4 separate regions of the Mus musculus genome follow, and regions 1, 2 and 4 are each linked to region 3. The links are chromatin contacts, called in public Micro-C and promoter capture Hi-C maps. All regions are on one chromosome and are shown on one strand. The core of a region is the stretch at or near the end of the contact, and the rest is flanking DNA. Distances in the headings are between cores, read along the strand shown.

Region 1 (4,619 bases), core at 1,278-3,777, 200 kb after region 3:
GCCCGCCCCACAGGGTGTTTGTTTTCTGAACCAGAGAGGCCCAGGCACCTAGGACTTACTAGGCAAATATTAGCTCAGTGGATAAATACAGGAACTAGGGAAAAATGCCCCAGTCAGAAGCCCTGCCTGAGTTCACACCTGCCACCGTGGGTGAAGCCAACACCTTCGCAAGGTTCAAGAGGAGCTCAGCCATGGCTTTCCACAGAGATGGGGAGCTCACCCCCTGACCTTGTGGGCTCCACCAGCTCTGAGAGGGAACATGGAAGCTTGAAAACACGGGGTACACACCTGGGGACTCCCTCACCTTCTCACGAGGTACCCAGGAAGGGGAGGGCTCTGTATTCTTTTCTCTGTCGTCAGTGATGGGTGGGAACAAGCCTGATTCTGGAGTTCAGCTGCCTGGGTGTGACTTCAAGCCTATTCCTGGGCCTGACTCTTGACTTGCTTGGGTGTACCCTGCCCCTCAGGGCCAGGATGCTGCTCCCTCCAGGATGAAGGAGAAGTCAGGTGTGACCTAGAGTTTACATTTGGCTCAGGTCTAGCTGCCCGGATTATGGTGGTTACAATCCATCTCTGCAGGTAGCAGGTCTGAGACTTGGATAGGTTCTGGTTACATTTCATTTCCTTAACCTACTGTACTAGGGGATGGTCTGGGTCACCAGGAGACCATACCTTCAGACTCACAAATGCTCCTCAGTGCCTACCTACCCTGCCAGGGCTCACTACTTTTCCAACTCTTGTTATCATTGGAGGGCAAGCAGGGCAAAAGAAGGGGTCCCCATTTGATATATGACCTGCGGCACAGAGAGGTTAAGCAACCTTTCCAAGGAAACCCAGTGAAAGTGGGCTCAAGACTGGGATTCTAGCACCAGTCCTTGCTATTAGGTGACAGAATGGTAGCTATATCACATGACGAGGCCCCTGAGGACATAGAAGAGGATGTGAAGTGTGGGTGTCACAAGTTAGGGATACAAGAAATCACTGGCACTCCCCTGTGTCCTTATCAGGGCAGACAGTGCCTCTGGGGCCATGGGGATCTGTAGTCAAGCTTTTTCTCTGGGTCCTTTTTTTGACATTCATCTTCCTTGGCTCCTCCCCACCCCCATCTGCTCAGTTCTAGAGATCCAGTTTGTGCTGGGCAGAGCAAGTTTGCATGCCCACCCTGTAGCCAGAAGTTCCCACGTGGAAGGGGTTATGGCGGGATTGAGAGTCCCAGTGGGGCCTATGCAGACAGGTGCTTATGTCATCTCAGGGGACTGGTGCTCCCTTTTGATATCCTTCTCAACTCTGTGGCCTCGTCTCTGTCTTTGGTTCCTTCATTCAGTTGCACAGCAGTGAGCACCCTCCTCCTCCTCATCCCTAAAGTCAGGATCACCGACCCCAGGGCCTTTGCACAGACTCTTCCATCCACTAGAATGCTCTGCTCTTGGTACCCCGTAGGCTGCCTCCTTGGATGCTGTCTACACTCAAGCATCATTTCTCACCGTGAATCCAGCCCTGCTCCTTTATCAACTCCCCTCACCATATTTTCTCCCCATTATTCTTACTATAGCTCTGGATAGATTTCATATTTATTGCTCATTAAATTTATGATCTGTATCCCTGCAGCTTTGAGCGGGCAGGGATTTTAGTATATGGCTTGTAGCTGTCGCTCCTATGCCCTGCACAGTGCCTGGATCACAGCAGGCTTTCCACAAACATGTGACGGAATCCATCCGCTGGTCCATCTGTCCATCCACCTATCTATCTATCCATCCATCTTTTCTTATCCACTCACTAGCCATACATCTTCCCTCTAGACCAGACCCTATTCTGGCCCTGCTCTGGTAACTGCTGGGGAAAAGCAGACAAGACAAGCATGGGGATTGACCTGAGGGGCAAGAAACACAGTGGCGGAAAAACATGGCGGGAGGGCCCGGTGGGGAGGGAAGCGAGGTAGATCCTAGGGGACTGACAACCCCATGGGCCTGGCCCACAACAGTGTTTCATACCCCTTGCTCAGAGGATCAGCTTCTGCTTGGATTGGCGTCCTCAGGGAAGTATGGCTCAGCCAGCAGGTCTCTATGTTGGGAGCTAGGTGTGTGCATCAGGACTCACACACATACCCCGCCCCCATACTAGTGCCTGATTGCAAGAGCATTGAAAGAGAGGTGGGTGGCAGGGTCTGAAGGAAGTGCCTGCACGAGGCCTCTCTCCATTGGTGGAGCTCGCCTGGACTTCTCCCCTTGGCCCCCTTCCAAGATACCTGGGGCAGCTGCCACCTCCCATCCCTAGCAAAAAGCTCCAGTTCCTGCCCCCTCACCTTCTGCCTGCTCTGATCCCACCTGAGTCCAGCAGGACATATTGTGAGAGCCCCACCCACAGCCCCGGAGCCCTCCTGTATCCAGCCTGTGGCTGGTGTGAATGGCGCTGCAGACAGGATATGGTCTGAAGAGGCTGGAGAAGCCACAAAGGGCTGGCAGTTTGCAGGTGTGTGTGGGCGTGGCGGCCTGCCTCCCACAGCCTGAAAAGGGTCTCTGAAGCCCAGAGACAGCGTGATCCCGGCCTCCCACGGGGCAGCTTTTACTGTCTAGGGAAGAAATCCCCAAAGTCCATGGAGTCTGAAGACTCTGTCAAGCCTCGCTAGGAAACCTAGGAGTTTTAGAGGGCACTTGGCACCGGAAGCTAGCCGGGTAGGCGGAGCCTCACCTGGATTGAGTTCACAGCTGCCTAGACAGGCTCAGACTAGGTGCTGGGCACCTGGGAGGAGGAGGAGACATTAGCAGCAAAGGCTGTTAACAGAAGTGCCTGCCTAGGCTTGGAGGCAAGACGCTGCTGTTCACAGTGCGAGACGGAGGTAAGAGAGGGCAGCGGGTACGGCATGCACTTCGCCTGGCCTGGCCCGCTTGACCTTAGTCTAAGGTTTAGCGCAGTGCTTGGGAGTTCTCGAGTGTGTGCTGGATCGTATCTCCCAGGGAACGACTGAGTTTGAGGTTCTAGCTGGTCCTAGGATACTCCTTGCCGCTCAGAGTGTGGGGCTGGGCGTGCTCACGAGGGGGCACTGGAACACGTTGGCCAGCTGTGTCCCTCTTTGCTCAGAAGGGCACCACTGCCACGAGGGCCAGAGTGAAGCTTGGACCCTGGCGTGTGGTTGAGGACTGGCGGCATGAACCCCATTTTTCCCTTTGTCCCTAGTGCTTCCCAAGCAGTTTCCTCCTGAGATCCACGGGGGCGGGGAGGGCGGGGGGTGGGGGGACCGGTTTAGCAGCAGCTCACTTTGGTTGTTTGACTTTTGAGGAGGAAGAGGCAGGCAGCCTTTCCTGGTAAGCCAGCAAAAGGGTAGATAGAGCTCATGTATATGTCTCTCTGTTGCTGCCAGCCACAGGTCCCCATGCCTGTCAGCCCAGGTCTGTCACCCCGTCTGCAAGAGTCACTAGAGGGGGTCCCAAGAGTGCACACCTCCTACCAGTTGCTTCCCCCACATGGTAACCCCAAAGATGCACCCAGATAGGTAAAAGTTCAGGCTTGCCATGGCCTCTGGTGGGACCCTGGCATTCCTTCCAGCTGGACCCATGTCCCTAGCTGTACCATGATGGAGATAGACGGGCCCCCAGATGTCAAATCATATATGGCTTCTAAAGCCCCAGTGCCCAGCCCCCAGCCCTAGCTCACAGCCCCCACTCAACCAGACAAAGGTGGGCGGCTGGCGCCGCTGTTTGCCTCTGCCAGTCTGACTCCCTGAGGCGTGTGGGCTGCATGGTGGGCCCCTGCTAATGAGCATCTGTTATCACTCCATTATGCCGCCTGCGCCACCTGCACCCCAGCACTTAGTGGGAGACCCCGGGGGGTTCCCTGGCAGCTGGGCAGAGGGGCATGCAGAAGGCAGGAGGTGTTGGGGGGGGGCAAGGTCTTCCGGGGCTAGGGGGCCCCATGCTCTGTGGGATTTCTACAAAGTACTTAGGATTCCAGCTCTTTATTGTATCAAAAGAGAAGTGCTGGGGATGGGCGGGGTGTAATCGCCACACTAGGATGGATGAGGCAGATCGGTTTTGAGTTCCAGGCCAGCCTGGGCTACGTGGAGAGATGCTGTATTGAAAGAAAAAGGGGGAGGGAAAAAGGGGAGGAGGTGGTGGCAGTCTAGGGGGATTTTGGGTGAGGAAACGAGTGTCTGTGAATTCCCAAGTGAGTCTCCCCAGCCAACATCTCACAAACGCATCTGTGCTGTGTATGTATTGAGAAGGGGATGTGGTTGCACATGAGGGCACAACCAAGATTCCGGTCCTGGAGACTGGCAGTGAGTGACCTGGCATAGTGTTCTTCGTAAGATGGAATGACCTACCCATTCTTCGTACGGGGCTGTACTGTCTTGTGGGGTAGTCCCTAAACCTCTCTGGGCTTCCCTTGCCTGCCTTGGTACCGAGGAGATAATGCTTCTCTGCTTGATCAGAGACAGTTGGACCAGTTCTGGTATCTGAGCAGCTTCCACTCAAACCTCAGGACAGGACCCGGGGAGGGGCGGCATAGACCGGGCACAAGTGTGAAACAGTTGGCAGCAGCTGACATGGCCTTTTTGGGGAATGCTAGTCACCTCAGACCATGCTTGGCTCTCTAGCTGAGGCAGGGTGGCTTCTGTGGAGGGT
Region 2 (4,821 bases), core at 2,170-4,669, 150 kb after region 3:
CATATGCACATACTCCTCCTTCCCCATGTTCCTGGCCCAGTTCCATCAAAACAGACCTAAGAGAAGCAGTACTAGCATCTGCAGGGGAGAGGAGAGGGGTGGGGATTGGCAGGAAGCCCAAGTACCAGTCCTGAGGGCAGGCCTTTCCACAGCCCCACAGAAGTGTGACAGCGGGTGCTGTTGCCATATCCACTGGCTTGGAGCTGCCAGGCCTGGCAAAGGGCTCTGCTCGACTTAGAGAAGACTCCAACTGGCTCCTTTGAGAAAGGCCAAGCCCATGAAACAGGAGCAGGGCAGACATTATCCAGGCCCCTAATAGCTTCCAGGTTGGGGCCTCCAAAGGCAGCCCTGGCCAGTCTGGGTTGCGGAGGGGGTGGGGGAGGCCAGGAAGGCTGTGAACACCCTCTGCTTTTCTCCTTATGCCTGGGACAGGTATGCACACGCATAGAGGGGGAGGTGAGGCGCATCCACCCCTCCCCCACAAGCACACCTGTGCAGACCCCAGTGCAGCTGGCCTCTGCCTAACAACACCCCCTCACCCCCATTCCCACCCTACTCACATAACAGCCTTGGAAACACTCAAGTAGCTTCAGTAACCCGGGTACACATGCCTCATGCTATAGATAGGCAGACAGGGCCCAGCTGCCGGTCACTTGCCCCTTCCTGCCCAGGTTCAGTGCCTTCTTTGTTTGATGACATTATAGGGGGTGGGCTCCCGATTTATCACAATGCTGCCACTGCACTCCAAGCTCGGGGGGGGGGAGCAGCCCCCACATACCCAGAGGGTTCCTTTCTGTCTTCATCCTTCCTAAAGTCAGGCAGCCCATCCTCCTGACTCAGGTGCCACTACTAGGAGGAAATGCCCTAGATGCCCTGTCCCATCCCACAGCCAGCCATACCTGGCCAGTGGCCTCTCTTATAGCACAGCCTCCCACTCAATGAGACATGTGTGCCACTTATATCTTGCGTATAGTACTTGCTTAAAGTTGGCTGGAGGGATGGAGGATGGAGAGCTGTACCCTTGTGTCTGAGCTGAGCTGCAGGTCTCAGAGCTCCTGAACTCCAGCTGTCATTCCCCGTTCTCAGAAACAAGGATGTTTTGACTGGACACTCATTTCAGGCCACAGATTCAGTGCTGCCCGTAGGAAGTGACCAACGTCGTCTTTTGTTCACAGACTCATTGGGAACGTCTCCCTTTCCTTCTACATCTGTAAACTCCTACACACCCTGCAAGATGGACCTGCAACATCTCCTCGCTTGAGAAGAACTTTCCTAACCTCTGAATACTTCGTGCTAGTTTCCCTAAAACACCAGCACCTCCTCCTTTGGGGGTGGCAGTTCACCACCTGTGGGTCACGACCCCTTTGAGGGGGGGTGTCACAAATCAGACATCCTGCAAATCAGATATTTACATTATGATTCATAACAGCAGCAAAACTGGCTATAAAGTAACAAAAATAATTTTCTGGCTGGGGGGGGGGGGTGGTCACCAAAGCATGAGGAAGTGAATTAAAGGGTTGAGGCATTAGTGAGGTTGTGAACCTCTCCTTTAGGAAGTGTGCATTCTAAAAAGCTCTCAAAGGCTTCTTGATTTTGTTAGCTATTTGAACAGGGCTGAACAATGTGCTGTCTGAATGTGTCCTGAGCCTATGGGAGATGGATAAAGCTCCTATTAGGGGGACCTCTTGTGACCAGACAGAGTTTGGGAGAGCGGTGTCATCCTAAAAATCAGAAGTTGGTTTTCAGCCAGGCGCTAATACAGGTAGGTGTCTAAGCCCATCTGTGGCCAAGGTCAGAGTCCGGTGTCTGAGCTCTTGCCAGAGGAACTCTCTGATGGGGAGAGGGAGGAGATATTCAACATTGTATTCTGCCCTCGAGGTTCGGTTGGTTTTCTCAGAAGCCACTGCAAGGAATGAGAAACACTAAGCCCTGGATGGGGACCAGCTGAGGGAATGGGGAACCCAAGACCTCCACAGCTCAGAATTCTCCCGTATCTTCTTAGAATCTTTCAGGTGGACTCTGGGGTAAGCCCAGGGCCACAGGCCTAGCTGTGGGTAGGGATTAGAGCCCAGCAGGAAACCACAAGGGGACTGCCTGATTGGATAAGTGCAGGGCCCAAGGCTGGTCAGCCCGCAGACTGTGGGCTGTCTGTCCCTCTGACCATGGATACTGAGAGAGCCCAGCTTACAGCTGCTGGACCTCCAGGAAAGAAACGGAGGGGTGGGGAAGGGAGGAGAGCAGGGTTTCTATGCTAGAACAGAGCTTGTGGCTGGGTCATGCGTGACTACCTGAAGAGCACCATGCCCCTGGAAGCGCTTACTAGGGAGATCTTCAGATACTAGGCCCGCCAAACAAACATGACTTGGAAGAGTGGAAGCTTTCACCTACTCCAGCCCCAGGACTCTTAGCAACTCTTGGCATCGCACATTCGTATAGAACAGACATTAACCCTAGCGTTGCTATTACACACCGTGTGGTATGTGCAGGTTCCTGGCCTTTCTGAGCATCAGTTTTCCTATGTATTGAGAGGCACCAACAAGATTTCTAATTCCTCCAGCAGGTGGGTAAGACTCTGCCAATAAGAACTCATCGTACTCCTACAACAGCTCAGTAATCCGGGCCGAATAAGGGACATTCACTTACGCAAACTGAAGTCCCGGGATGAGGAAGAGTGCTACCCCTCGGCACAACCAGGGCAGTGGGCTGCTGAAGCCCTTCCCTTCTCTTAGCATCAAGCCCTTGCCCCACTTGCCCGCATTCCTTCCCGAAATTAAGTTTTCAGCTTTCCAGGGCCCAGTCCCTACTTGGTAGCCCCTTCGCGGGCCACCAGCCCCGCTCCCCCTAGCGGCTGGAGGGGGTGCGGGGGTCCGGTCCTGCAAGACGCGGTCCCGCCCACCCCACCGCTTGGTTTCCATTGGTAGCGCAACGGGTCTGGGCGTAAAGCCGTGCTCCGATTGGCCAGTGCCACCCGTCCGTCCGGCACTCGCCATGGTGACCACGTTGGGTCCCCCGGGAGAGTTCCACATTCCGCCCCCGCCTGCCATCCCCCCCCCTCCTGGCCCTGCCGGCATTCCACGGGCGCCCCCTCCCCCACTGTCCCGCCACGGGACCCGGCTTCCACGGGGATGGAGACGGGCCGGGGGACTCTAAGTGGGACTAAAAAGTTGGACTCAAGTTTGGGGTGCGGCGGGCGCCGCCCCGGCTCCTGTCCCTCGCTGCAAAGTTCTTCCCTCGCGTGAGCGGCTCCGAGACCGCAGCGAGTACCCTGTCGCGATGACCTCCCGCCCCGCCGTCCCCACTCACCTCGGGCCGGGGCTGGGATTCCGGACGTCCGAACTGCTGCTCTGGGTGGAGCGGGCGCGGGGCTGGCTGCGGCGGCCGTCGGGAGGCCGGGGGAGGGCCGCCAAGTCTCCTCCTCCTGCCAGGGGAGGGGAAGGGGAGCGGGCGGGGGCCCCTCGTGGGGCGCGGTTTGCTGCGGGTTGGGGCCAGGCAGCCGGACCCCCCTGGCCCGCCCAAGCATGGGGTCGCCCAGGCAGGATCCGCGTCCTCGGCTTTCCCGCCAACCACGGTCTAGGTGATCCAGGACAGGAGTGGGCACCATGACCCACGAGGAGCTTCACTTTGGTTAACTGCATTACTTCCAGTGCTAGCGCTGACACCGACTGGACTTGGGCCAGAGTCCATGTCCTCACTGGGCCTCGGTTTCCCTTTTTTGTACAAAGCGACTTCAGGCCTATAAAGGAGAGTGATGGGACCTACTCCCACTGTGGAGATTTTCCCTCTGGTGTGCGATGGTGCTTGGCAGAACCCTCTGACCTTCTTGTACACACCCATTAGGCTCAGGCTCTCTCTCTCTCTCTCTCTCTCTCTCTCTCTCTCTCTCTCTCTCTCTCTTTGGGATAGGGTGTCTGTAGTCTTGTCAGGGAAGAAGAAGGTCAAGATGGTATCTCCCCTTCACATCCTGCTTCGAGGTTGGTCTGTCTTGCCGACAGGACCAAAAGTCACAAAAACGCGTGGGCAGCTAAGCTGGGTTAGGTTATTGTCCAGAAAAGATAAAGATTATGAAGATAAACGAATCACATACTTCTTGGTTAAGAGTGTTTTAATTCTAATCATGGTCACGAGCATAGTGGTTTGTGAAGAGTGAATCACATACTGAATGTTGAAGGTTTTTTTCCCCCCTTACGGAGTTGAGCTATTATTGGTTTGCTGTAAGAGATTGTTTTGTTTTACCAAAATACCGGGGCTAGCTGGATATGGTGGTGCACCCCTTTAATCCCAACACTTGGGGCCTCTAATCCCAGCATTAGGGAGGCAGAGACAGAGGCAGGCAGATGTCTGCCTCACAGGAGTTTGAGGCCAGTCTGGTCTATCTACATAGTGAATTCCAGGAGAACCAGAGCTAGTAGAAAACCCCTGATTTACAAAAATAAATAAACCAAACAAACAAACAAACTAGGGCTTCTTCAAAAACAAGGATCCTTTGACCTTCCCCCCTTTAAGGGGATCCTGTGTGTATTTGGTGGCCTCCAAGGTCAGAAGAGGGGCTCAGATCCCTTGAGACTAAAGTTACTGATAGCTATGAGCTACCATGTAGGTGCTGGGAACTAAACTGGGGCCCTTTGAAATAGCATTAAGTACTCTTAACCACTGAGCCACTTCTTCAGATCTCCCCCCCACCCCCAGCCCCCCACTGAGTATTCTGAGAACTCAGTACATCTTTTTGATGTCATACACTTCCCCCACATCCTTCTCTGTGGTCTTCAGCTGTCTTCTCTGCCCCACCCCCACCAACTTTGTGAAGTCCCACAGATTTTGCAA
Region 3 (4,632 bases), core at 1,960-4,459:
CCTGCTACTGAGCTGAGGCTCACTGGGGCCAAGAATTATGGCTTATTTGCTACTCTCTGAGTCTCTTTGTCTTACCACAGCCCCAGGCACACACAAGGGATTTGCAAACATTAGCACACTCTTGTGTTCTGGGCACCAAAAAAGCCCTCAGTTTCATTCACTTCCCTGGGGACTTGCAGTGGTAGCCATTAGCATCTGTCTTAGTTTGGGTTCCATTGCTGTGAAGAGACACCATGACCAAGGCAACTCTTATAAAGGTAGACATCTAACTGGGGCTAGCTTACAGTTTTAGAGGTTTAGTCCGTTATCATCATGGTGGAAAGCATGGCAGCATGCAGGCAGACATGATGCTGGAGGGGCCAAGAGTTCTACATCTTGATCAGAAGGCAGCAGAAGGAGACTGTTCTGCAGGCAACAAGGAGGAGACACTGATTCCACACTGGGCAGAGCTGGAGTGTAGGAGACCTCAAAGCCCACCTCCATAGTGACACACTTCCTTCAACAAGATCACACCTGCTAATAGTGCCACTCCCCATGGGCCAAAAACTCAAATACAAGAGTAGATGGGGGTCAAAATTCAAACCACTGCTGGGCTTGGTGGCGCACACCTTTAATACCAGCACTTGGGAAGCAGAGGCAGGCCGATTTCTGAGTTCAAGGCCAGCTTGATCTGCAGAGTGAGTTCCAGGACAGCCAGGGCTACACAGAGAAACCCTATCTCAAAAAACCAAAAAACCAAACCAAAACAGAAAATTTCAAACCACCTCAGCATACTACAGACAGAAACACTGCAGTACATAGAGCATTAGTAACCTGCCCAAGTGGGACCTTTAGGAAGGGCAGAGTTGAGCTTGAATTGGGTCAATGGGCCTGAAAGCCTGGCTACTGTGTCCAAACTGCATCTCAACAGTCACTCCTTGAAACCTGGATGAGATGGGTGGGACCAACCATCTGTAGATGAGAAGCTGGTTCTGGAGGGAGCACAGACTGCCCCCTGGAGCTGAAGCTAGGTCTGGAGGGAGCACGGAATGCTCCTGGAGCTGAAGCTGGGTCTAGAGGGAGCACGGACTGCCCCTGGAGCTGAGCAAGTTCGGGTAAAGCTGTTTTTACCTTCTCAGTTCAGACACTTGCTTATCAAATGGTTCCTTGCCAGTGGGTGGTGACTCAGACCCAAGAGACAGCTAGTTGGTCATCCCATCCTTCTTGACTTCCTCCCTGGTTATCTTCAGCTACTCCATCCATAAAGCAGCCCACCACAGTGATGGATGTTAGCCTTATAGCCTGGGTGTGTTATCATGACTATGTGTGTTAAACATGGAACTCCATTAAGTTTTGTTTAGTTGGGGATAGACACCAGGCTTTTGGCATGCCAGGTGAGTGCTGTACAGCTGAGCTATGTCCCCAGCACCATGGGAAACGTTATTAGAGAGTGCCTGGATCAGAGTTAATTTAGTGCCTCCTTCCTAATTTTACAGAATCCAAACATTTCACAATAACTCTGGAGCCAGGCTTGCATCCTGCAAACCATCTCCCTGCCCTCCAAATTCTACTCTGGAGCTCACCCTCCAGTCAGGGATTCCAAGTCTCCATTCCCAGATCCTTTCCCTTTAAATATGTAAGTGTTGATTTCCCATAATCCTCCTTGGATTCCCCTACCTACCCCTGTCTTCTCTCTCTTCTCTCTCCCTTTTCCTCTGGTCCCCCCCCCGCCCCTCCTTCTTATCCTATCTGCTGCACAGGCACAAAGAAACCTAGACTTCTGGGTTTTATTTCCCTGTTTGGTTTGGAGTTTTTGTTTTTGTTTTTGTTCTAGCCAGGCTGGAAGTCACTATGTAGCCCAGGCTAGACTTGAACTTTAGACGATCCTTCCTCCACCTCTTCAGTGCTGCAATTACAAACATGAGGTACCCTACCTGGCCCAGCCCTCCATTTTTATCACTTCTTATTAAGTCTCTCCAGCTGTAAAATGAGGCTTCCTGGCTTCTTATCTGGCCAGCTGAGGGCAGGTTCTCTGGGCCTCAGTGGATATTGATCCCTGCCAGGACAGCCACCCTCAACACTATCAGTACCCACACCAGGTGCTAGCCCTGCTACAATGTATAGCAGGAGAGAGCACGAGGTCTTCGGGGGCGGCAGCTGCAGCCTCTGCAGTCTGGACCAGGCTGGCTATGGTCCAACTGGCACCTTAGCCTAGGACAGTTTTCTACACAAACTGGTTTTTCCTTCTGGCTGGCAGCCCAAAAAGAGTAGCGCAATTCACTCCCAGCCCGAGGCTGGGGAGGCTCTGACTTTTCTAGACTCCCAGGATTGTACTCCCTGTCTTCCGGGAAGTCAGGTTGTGTGCAGTACCCAAGCTTTGCTGCTAGGTCTTGCCTGGTCTCATGGAGAAAGCTTCTGGAAGATCCGAGCCAGAAGCTGGGTTAGCCAGACTCTACAGTGGCAGAGCTACCCTGGAAGGAGGCAGGACCTCTCTAAGGCTCTGCATTAGGGTCCAAGAGGAGCCAAGAGACCCTTAGCTCCGAAGACAAGTTCGTGGCTGTGCTGTTTCGGGAGCTAGCAGAAGGCACAGCCAGCCCTGGATAGAGCAAAGGCTAGAGGGGCTACACAACAGCTAAGGAGGCCAGGAGGCCCATGTTCCCTCCATGTCCATGTCCTCAGCAGCCCTGGCTCTGCAGTCTTCTCCTCCGTGGTCTTGATAAGTTTATCGAGTGAAGCTCTGTGTGATTTGGAATGGTCTCTCCCTTCTCTGGGTCTCAGTTTCCCCACCTGTCCATAGAAGGCAGGACTGGATCTATGTTTCAGGAAACTGCTTGCCAGGTTCGGTGTTGAGTCCAGCAGATGCATAGGCTGAAATGTATCTGGGGATTTTAAGGGGTGATTGCTGGGGGTTCTGCATCGCATGGGCGAAAGACCCCATCTGCCCCCAGATCAAGAAAGAGCTTGGCAGATCCGGCCTGGCGGGGACCAGCGCTCTGCATGTCCCTGGCTCAGTGTCCGGCTTAGACAAGACCTAGGTTCTCCAGGGAAGGTAACCCTGCTAACCCACCAGGTTCCCATCGCGCCGCTCCCGCAGCGGAGCCCAGCGCAGGATTGCAACTGGTTCCCTGGCAACCTGGGAGGAATCCAGCCGCAGCTACAGGCTCTTCCTCTCCCCTCCCACCGCCTCCTACTGCGGGCGCCGGGGGCGGAGGCTGCCAGCCCATTATAAAAAGCAACCGAGACCAGCCGCGAGTGACTACTAGGAGCTGCGACACGGCCCAGCCTCCTGGCCCGCCGAATTCCTGCACTCCAGCCATGGCTCCCTCGCCGCTCGCGTGGCTGCTGCGCCTGGCCGCGTTCTTCCATTTGTGTACTCTGCTGCCGGGTGAGTGGGTCCCGGACCCTACCTCGGGGAGAAAGGAAGGGTATGCAGACTGCATCTCCCTGGGGAAAATAGGCCCCCGCGAGTCCCAGCCATCCCAGTGGCTTCTGGGGTGGGAGTCGGGGAGACACCTCGGAGGTGTCTGTGGGAGACAGAAGCTGTGTGGGGAGGAGAGCGAGGGCTGAGGGAAACCTGAGCAGGCTCCTGGCTGACGGACAAGAGGTGGTTCTTCCTACTGAGGTTAACTATAACCTGTATAAGCTCTGGCCCGGGGCCAGGGACTAGGTAGGACTTTCCCCTGCCCTGTCGCTCCAGGCCCCCAGAAATAGTTAAGGTCAAGGTCACTGCAGCTCATGGGGATGGAGCTTGTCTCTAGTACTGGCGTGCAGCTTGTCGTCTCTCTGCCTGTGTCTCCCCCATCATCCTTGCCACTTTCTCCAAACCCAGCTTAGAAAATATTTTGTCTCTACGGACTTGCTTCCTGGAGTCCACTACCTGGTAGTACAAGGTGTAGACATTCCTAGGGACATAGGAAAGATGGAGAGCTAGAGCTAGAGATCTGTTTGAGGATGCTCAGCCAGTATGCAGGGCAGGAGAGAGTGATGCCCAGGGACTTAAGGAAGGAGAGACCAACAGCCTTGCCCACCTTCTCTTTTGACCATTCCACCTCCTTTAACCTCTAGAGCTCCATCCTCAGGGAGGGCCGAGGCTATTTAGCCAGGCTAAATTAGCAGGTTGTCGCTCAGAGAAGGTGGCACTCTGCCTTAGGGCGCACTGTGAAACTGGAAAAAAATGAGAGCCAACCCCCAGCATCAAGGATATCTCCATGGAACTAAATCACCAGTGCCACAGGGAGCTGGGTGGGTGAGTGGGTGGGAGTGGGGGTGGTGGGATAAAATTGTGCCTGCCTTTCTGCTGTCTGAGCTCTGGCCCTCAAGCCTGAGATATTTGTAGACAGTGCGCACGGGGAAGTAGGAATCAGATGGAGGTTGCTTTGCCATCACCTCCCTGTGTGTCAATGGAGCAGGGTCTTGACTTCTCTGGTCCCAACTGCTGTAGCATTCACGCCTTACCGGTGAGAAAACTCCAGTGTCTAGGGAGGCATTTTGGAAAGTGCATGTGGTCATGGTGGTAGCTATCACTTTCCTAAGCTTATAGGGAAATCCTAGGCAAGGTTGAAAAGAAAACCCAGAATGTCTGATGCCTGAGGACCCTAATCGTGGTTGCTGGCTTTGCCAGGACACAGTGAGGATGGATGACTCAACCCCAGT
Region 4 (4,909 bases), core at 1,953-4,452, 240 kb before region 3:
CCTTTGGCTATGGCCACACCACCCGAACACTTTTGATCCTATCAGGGCTTGAGGAAGCTTTCCCTGTAACGGCAGCCAGCAGTGGTCTGAACCCAAGCAAAAACTGCCTTCACTGAGCCTGCATGATCTCAGACCAAGCTTTAGGGTACTGGTACACACACGATAATCCTAAGTCCCTCTGTCCCTTCCCCTCCCACACACTTGCCTGGCAGGTACTCAGGATATCTTTGGCTTACAAACACAGGGAAGGGCACAGGCCACCTGGGTTAGTCTGAGCAGTTTGGCCAGGCAACCAGCACTAGGGGAACAAACCCCAGAAGCATGTGCTGAGTTACATGCGCCCCACAGGAGCCTTTTATGGGGTTCAGGCCTCCAACTGTACAGAAAATTCTCTAGACTCTCAAGACACAGGCGGCTTCACTTTCACTGTCTGCATCTGGCATGCAGTGAGTGACTCTAACCTGGGACCAACACTTGACCTGTGTCTCCTGACCTCTGCCCTCGGCTGGAGGGCAGCTTTATGGAGATATAACTGTGATGGTTTGTGTATGCTTGGCCCAGGGAGTGGCACTATTAAGAGGTGTGGCCTTGTTAGAGTAGGTGTGACCTTATTGGAGTAGGTGTGTCACTGTGGGAGTGAGCTTTAATACCCTCCTCTTAGCTGCCTGGAAACCAGTCTTCCACTAGCAGCCTTCAGATGAAGATGTAGAACTCTTAGCTCTGCCTGCACCATGTCTGGCTGGATGCTGCCATGCTCCTGCCTTGATGATAGTGGACTGAACCTCTAAACCTGTAAGCCAGCACCAATTAAGTGCTGTCCTTTATAGGAGTTGTTTTGGTCATGGTGTCTGTTCATAGCAGTAGAACCCTAACTAAGACAATAATCAACATGTATGACGCTTGCCCTTTAAAGTATGCATGCCTTTTGGGTTTCTGTAGAGTTACACAACTGTTAGTCAACTTCTCGTCGATGTGAAAAACAGTTGTGAAAAGGAGGATTTCCTCTGGCTTGTAGTTTTGGCTCATGGTATGCTGGCTCTGTTACTACTGGACATTCAGGAAGACAGAACATCACACCTCGTGATGTTGAGAGAGATCACATCCTCAGGGGCATGACTGGGTAACTTTCCTCTAAAGTTTCCAGTACTTCCCAGTAGTGAAATGATTTATAGAGTAAAATGTCAACACATGAGCCTTTGGAAACATTCCAGATCCAATTCTTACTTTTGAAACCTTTTTTCAGGATTTATTTATTTATTTAACGCATGTGAGTACACTGTCCCTCACTTCAAACCAGAAGAGGGTACACCAGAATCCGTTACAAATGGTTGTGAGACACCATGTGGTTGCTGGGAATTGAACTCATGACCTCTGGAAGAGCAGTCAGTGGTCCTAGCCACTAAGCCATCTCTCCAGCCCTGAAACCCTTTTTTCTTCCCTCCAAGAAACCCTGTATCAAAGAGCAACCACATCCATTCTCCCTCCCAGGCCCGGATGACTAGAATCCCCTGTCTACCTCTGTGGCTATGTCTCTTCTGGTCATTTTCTAAAATGGAATTATCCAGTTGGCCTTTTATGATGAGCTGCCTTTGAAACTATCCCTACTTTAATATGTCAGTACTTTCCCTGGGTGAGTAATATTCCACTGTGTGGACTTTGCACTGAACTTTCCCCTATGAACTGCTGGTATATATTGGATCTTGCCCACATTTTGGCTCTAGTGAACTATGTCTATAAGTTGAGCTAGAATGTTTATTGAACTGCAAGCATTCATGCTCAACTTTTTGCTTGAACAAACATTTTCATTTCTCTTGGGTAGGTACTTAGGAATGGAATTGCTGTGACCCCTGACCTTAGTACTCTGCCCTCCTGACCAAGACCTAGTGACATCTTTTCCCTCCCCTCCCCTCCGTACCCACCCCCCCCCAATCGCCATATTCTTCTGGGTTCTTAGAAAAGTGCTGGTCAAGTCCCACAGCTGAGTTGGGTCTCTGTGCTAATTGCCTTTCATCCTGAACTTCTCATCCATCTACTTTTCTACCTGCCATTGCTTCACAGTCTGGAAGAAGACGTTGCGGTCCCCATTTTCTACCTCTGCTCTAAGTGGCGCCACAGGTTGCTTTGTCCCAGAGCTGAGCAGAGGGCATGGAGGACTTTCTGCGCAAGAAGACGAGGAGAATCTGGAGAAAAGCAGAAAGCTCCGGGGACAGGCAGGCAGAGAGAACAAAGCTCTGTGCCCTAGGGCTGCTTAGTGGGGGCCCTTCTAAGGCTGCAAAGTGCCTGTGACTCAGAGGTGGAGGGAGCTCAGAGCTGCAGCGTGAGTCTCCCGCATTAACTCTTATCTGTCTGGAATAGAAAACCTACAACCTCAGTGCAAGGCTTTACCGCTCAGCCCCACAATCCCGAGACTTGTACACCAGGGCCCAGGGCTTTGGCCATGCTTATTAAGACCTCTGGACAGCCATGTCTCCCCCTACACCTCCCACAACAGAATCTGGTTAAAAGAGCTTCCGTGTGGTAATGTCCAGTGGTTTACTTGCTCCGAGGGTACAAAATACCACTGAGCGACCACCAGCTGCCCAGCGACAAAACAGTCCCTTAAGAACTGGTGCCTCTGGTTCAAAAGCTGGCTGCACAGAGGGGAGGCCTCAACTCTCCCGTTGATCCCAAACCCCACTCCGAACGTCTTTATCTCATCGTCTTTGTCACGGGAATATGTGTCATCTTCCCAGTCTCAGGCGGCAAGAAAACGCTATTGAAAGAAATTAAAAAATATATAATAATAAAATAAAAAAGGAAAAAAGAAAACACTGCGGTTCTTGTGCGCAGCTCGGAGGCAAGTCCTGGGCGTCTCCCCGAGGATTCCGTGCTGAGCCCTGCGCGCTTTAGGGTGAGAGCCGCGGGCGGCGCCCCGGGGGTCTAGCGGACCAGGAGATCGCACCCCCGGGTCCCCGCATCTTGAACTGGAGCGCAACGCGGGGAGCTCGGCGGTGCCTGACGCCCAGAGCGGCGGGCCCGGCGCTGGGTGCGAATTCGCGGCATCGCTCGGAGTGGCAGCCTGCTGCATCCAGGTCCTCGCGGGCCACCAGCCGGGAGCGGGACAGGCTCCGGCTTAGCCCGGAGAGCCGCCCCTCCAGGAAGCGCCCGCCTCGCGCCCGCTTCCCGCCCACATCCTCCCTCGACTGGAGGGAGGAGCCCGCGCCGCAGCCGGGGCCCGAGGAGGGCCAGCCCCAGCCCGGGCGAGCGCACGAGTGGGTACGGCCGCGCGGGTAGCGCCCTGAGCCTGTCCCGCGCCGCCGCCCGGCCGACAGCACAGCGCCCGGGGATGCCCCGGCGGCCCGGAGCACGCTGAGGCTGCGGAAAGCGCGGTGAGTGGGGTCCGCGGCGAGGGCGGGCCGGGCACTGTGTGCGCTCAAGTTCGGCCTGGGGCTTGGAGGGGGAGTGGGTTCAGCCGAAGGGACTCCGATGTCCCTGGCCGCCGCCCCCCGCAGCACGCCTGGGGGGGGGGGGCTCAGCTCCCACCCGGCCACGCGGGGGCGCCCGTCTGCGGGGGGCGGCTGGAGGATGGGCGGCTTCGGGGACACTGGCTAGCTATTTAGGAGACCCTCTTCCACCGTTAGATGTCTAGAGGGCGGCTGTGGGCTAGCGATCGCAGCCGCCAGCACAATTGTTTGGAGGCGAGCGCGCCCTTTGATCCCACCCTGACCAGGACCTGGCGCTACTCGGGATCAGCTCTAGGGCCGACTCCCTGCTCCAACTGGGGAGAAGAGATGGGGAATAGTGCCGGGCGGCGTTCCAGAAGTCGGAGTGTGTTTGCAAACTAGTTTTTGCGCAAAAGCTGTCTGGCACCTGTGTGTTTCAAGGGGTGGAGGAGGAAGCGAGAAGCCCTTCTTTTTTTCCCCATCCCCACAATGGTGCTCCTGGGAAAAATAAAGGAGACTAATGTTCCTTTTTCCTTCTCTTCCCCTCCCTTCCCGAATCCTGTCTTTGGTACAGCTGACTAGTCTTTGGATAAGGGGCTACCTCAAAAGGAGGCTGGGAGTGCCCAAGGTCACAGGTGCAATAGCAGTCCGGAGCTGGGTGGCCATTCAAAGGGTCCTCCTTGTACTCTGATTCTTCCTGCCCTATAAGAATTCTGGGGGAAGGGGAAAGGGGAAAGGCCTTTGAGAATTAGCCCAGATGCCCTTTGTTTTGTCTGACCACAGACCACCATCATGTAGGGGTGTGGAACTGTCACGCAGAGATGGGAAGGGGTATTATACTGCCCCTCTCAGAGATAGAAAGGAGTATTATACTGCCCCTGGAGGTGTCTACCGCATCTTTGTTTGGAGGCATTGTTGCTAGGCAGGCTTCCTGCTGAGAATTCCCTAGTCCAGGGTTAGGGTCCTGCTTTCCAGCCTGGGGAGATCCCCTCCCTTTGCCTTCTTCCAGGCAGAGCTAAACTCTTCCAGAATATAGCTCCCTCACCATGGGCTCAGAAGGGATTTGACGTGGGCTCGTCAAAGTGGGAGGGCCTGGTCATCCTTCCTTCTTGTCAGGAAAGCTGCTGTCCAGGAGAAACAATTTAAGGTCCCTGATGCTTCAGGATTGCAGTCAGGGCCAGAGGTGCCTACTGACTCCTAGCTCTTTGCTTGCTGACTTCTGGTCAAGTGGCTGCAACTCCCCTTGTGAGGTCAAGAATGCTGCCTTTTGCATTGGATGAGAGCCCTTCTCCCACAGGAAGGGAGGCATTTTGGGTTGGGTTGTCATTTCTAGTGGCCTGTGAACAGTCCCAATATGGGAGTTGTGAGAGACTTACCTGGCCTTGAACACCTTTTTGTGACCGGAAGTGGGATGGTGGTCTCAACTGTGTATTTCCAGTTTCTGTAAAGTAGGACCGTCTCCTGGGCCTCCTGGAAACTGACCAGAC

What was found. Promoter capture Hi-C pulls out the DNA fragments that hold promoters and counts their contacts. A called contact is a pair of places that touch in the nucleus more often than the background predicts.
Region 1: a promoter capture Hi-C map of stem cell-derived epiblast-like cells shows a contact between it and region 3, with 2.5 times the contacts expected there. The contact joins the promoter of Adgrg1 here to the promoter of Cx3cl1 in region 3. A contact is called at or near these places in 4 of 39 promoter capture datasets (embryonic stem cells, hippocampal neurons, liver and 1 more), 1 of 115 datasets of contacts at active chromatin or transcription factors (pancreatic cancer cells) and 2 of 9 other capture datasets (adipose tissue and liver).
Region 2: a promoter capture Hi-C map of fetal liver shows a contact between it and region 3, with 2.6 times the contacts expected there. The contact joins the promoter of Ccdc102a here to the promoter of Cx3cl1 in region 3. A contact is called at or near these places in 8 of 39 promoter capture datasets (the C10 cell line, the HPC-7 cell line, HPC-7-derived erythroid cells and 4 more), 1 of 15 datasets of contacts at CTCF or cohesin (large pre-B cells), 5 of 484 Hi-C or Micro-C datasets (the G1E-ER4 cell line, Th2 cells, embryonic stem cells and 2 more), 2 of 115 datasets of contacts at active chromatin or transcription factors (both in embryonic stem cells) and 1 of 9 other capture datasets (embryonic stem cells).
Region 4: a Micro-C map of embryonic stem cells shows a contact between it and region 3, with 2.2 times the contacts expected there. The contact joins the promoter of Cpne2 here to the promoter of Cx3cl1 in region 3. A contact is called at or near these places in 15 of 39 promoter capture datasets (the 3T3-L1 cell line, 3T3-L1-derived adipocytes, the C10 cell line and 9 more), 3 of 484 Hi-C or Micro-C datasets (the Ba/F3 cell line, colorectal tumor organoids and embryonic stem cells), 2 of 115 datasets of contacts at active chromatin or transcription factors (embryonic stem cells and pancreatic cancer cells) and 1 of 9 other capture datasets (liver).

The regions. Positions count from the first base shown.
Region 1 is chr8:94,974,582-94,979,200 of GRCm38.p6, forward strand. Adgrg1 (adhesion G protein-coupled receptor G1) reads left to right here and starts at 2,528. Exons shown (of 14, transcript NM_001198894.1): 1 at 2,528-2,836. Gm30968 (a long non-coding RNA gene) reads right to left here and starts at 2,147. Exons shown (of 4, transcript XR_879113.3): 1 at 1,992-2,147.
Region 2 is chr8:94,914,679-94,919,499 of GRCm38.p6, forward strand. It overlaps Ccdc102a (coiled-coil domain containing 102A), which reads right to left and starts at 3,420. Exons shown (of 9, transcript NM_001033533.3): 1 at 3,304-3,420.
Region 3 is chr8:94,768,971-94,773,602 of GRCm38.p6, forward strand. It overlaps Cx3cl1 (chemokine (C-X3-C motif) ligand 1), which reads left to right and starts at 3,210. Exons shown (of 3, transcript NM_009142.3): 1 at 3,210-3,364. The coding sequence starts at 3,295.
Region 4 is chr8:94,529,826-94,534,734 of GRCm38.p6, forward strand. It overlaps Cpne2 (copine II), which reads left to right and starts at 3,203. Exons shown (of 16, transcript NM_153507.2): 1 at 3,203-3,368.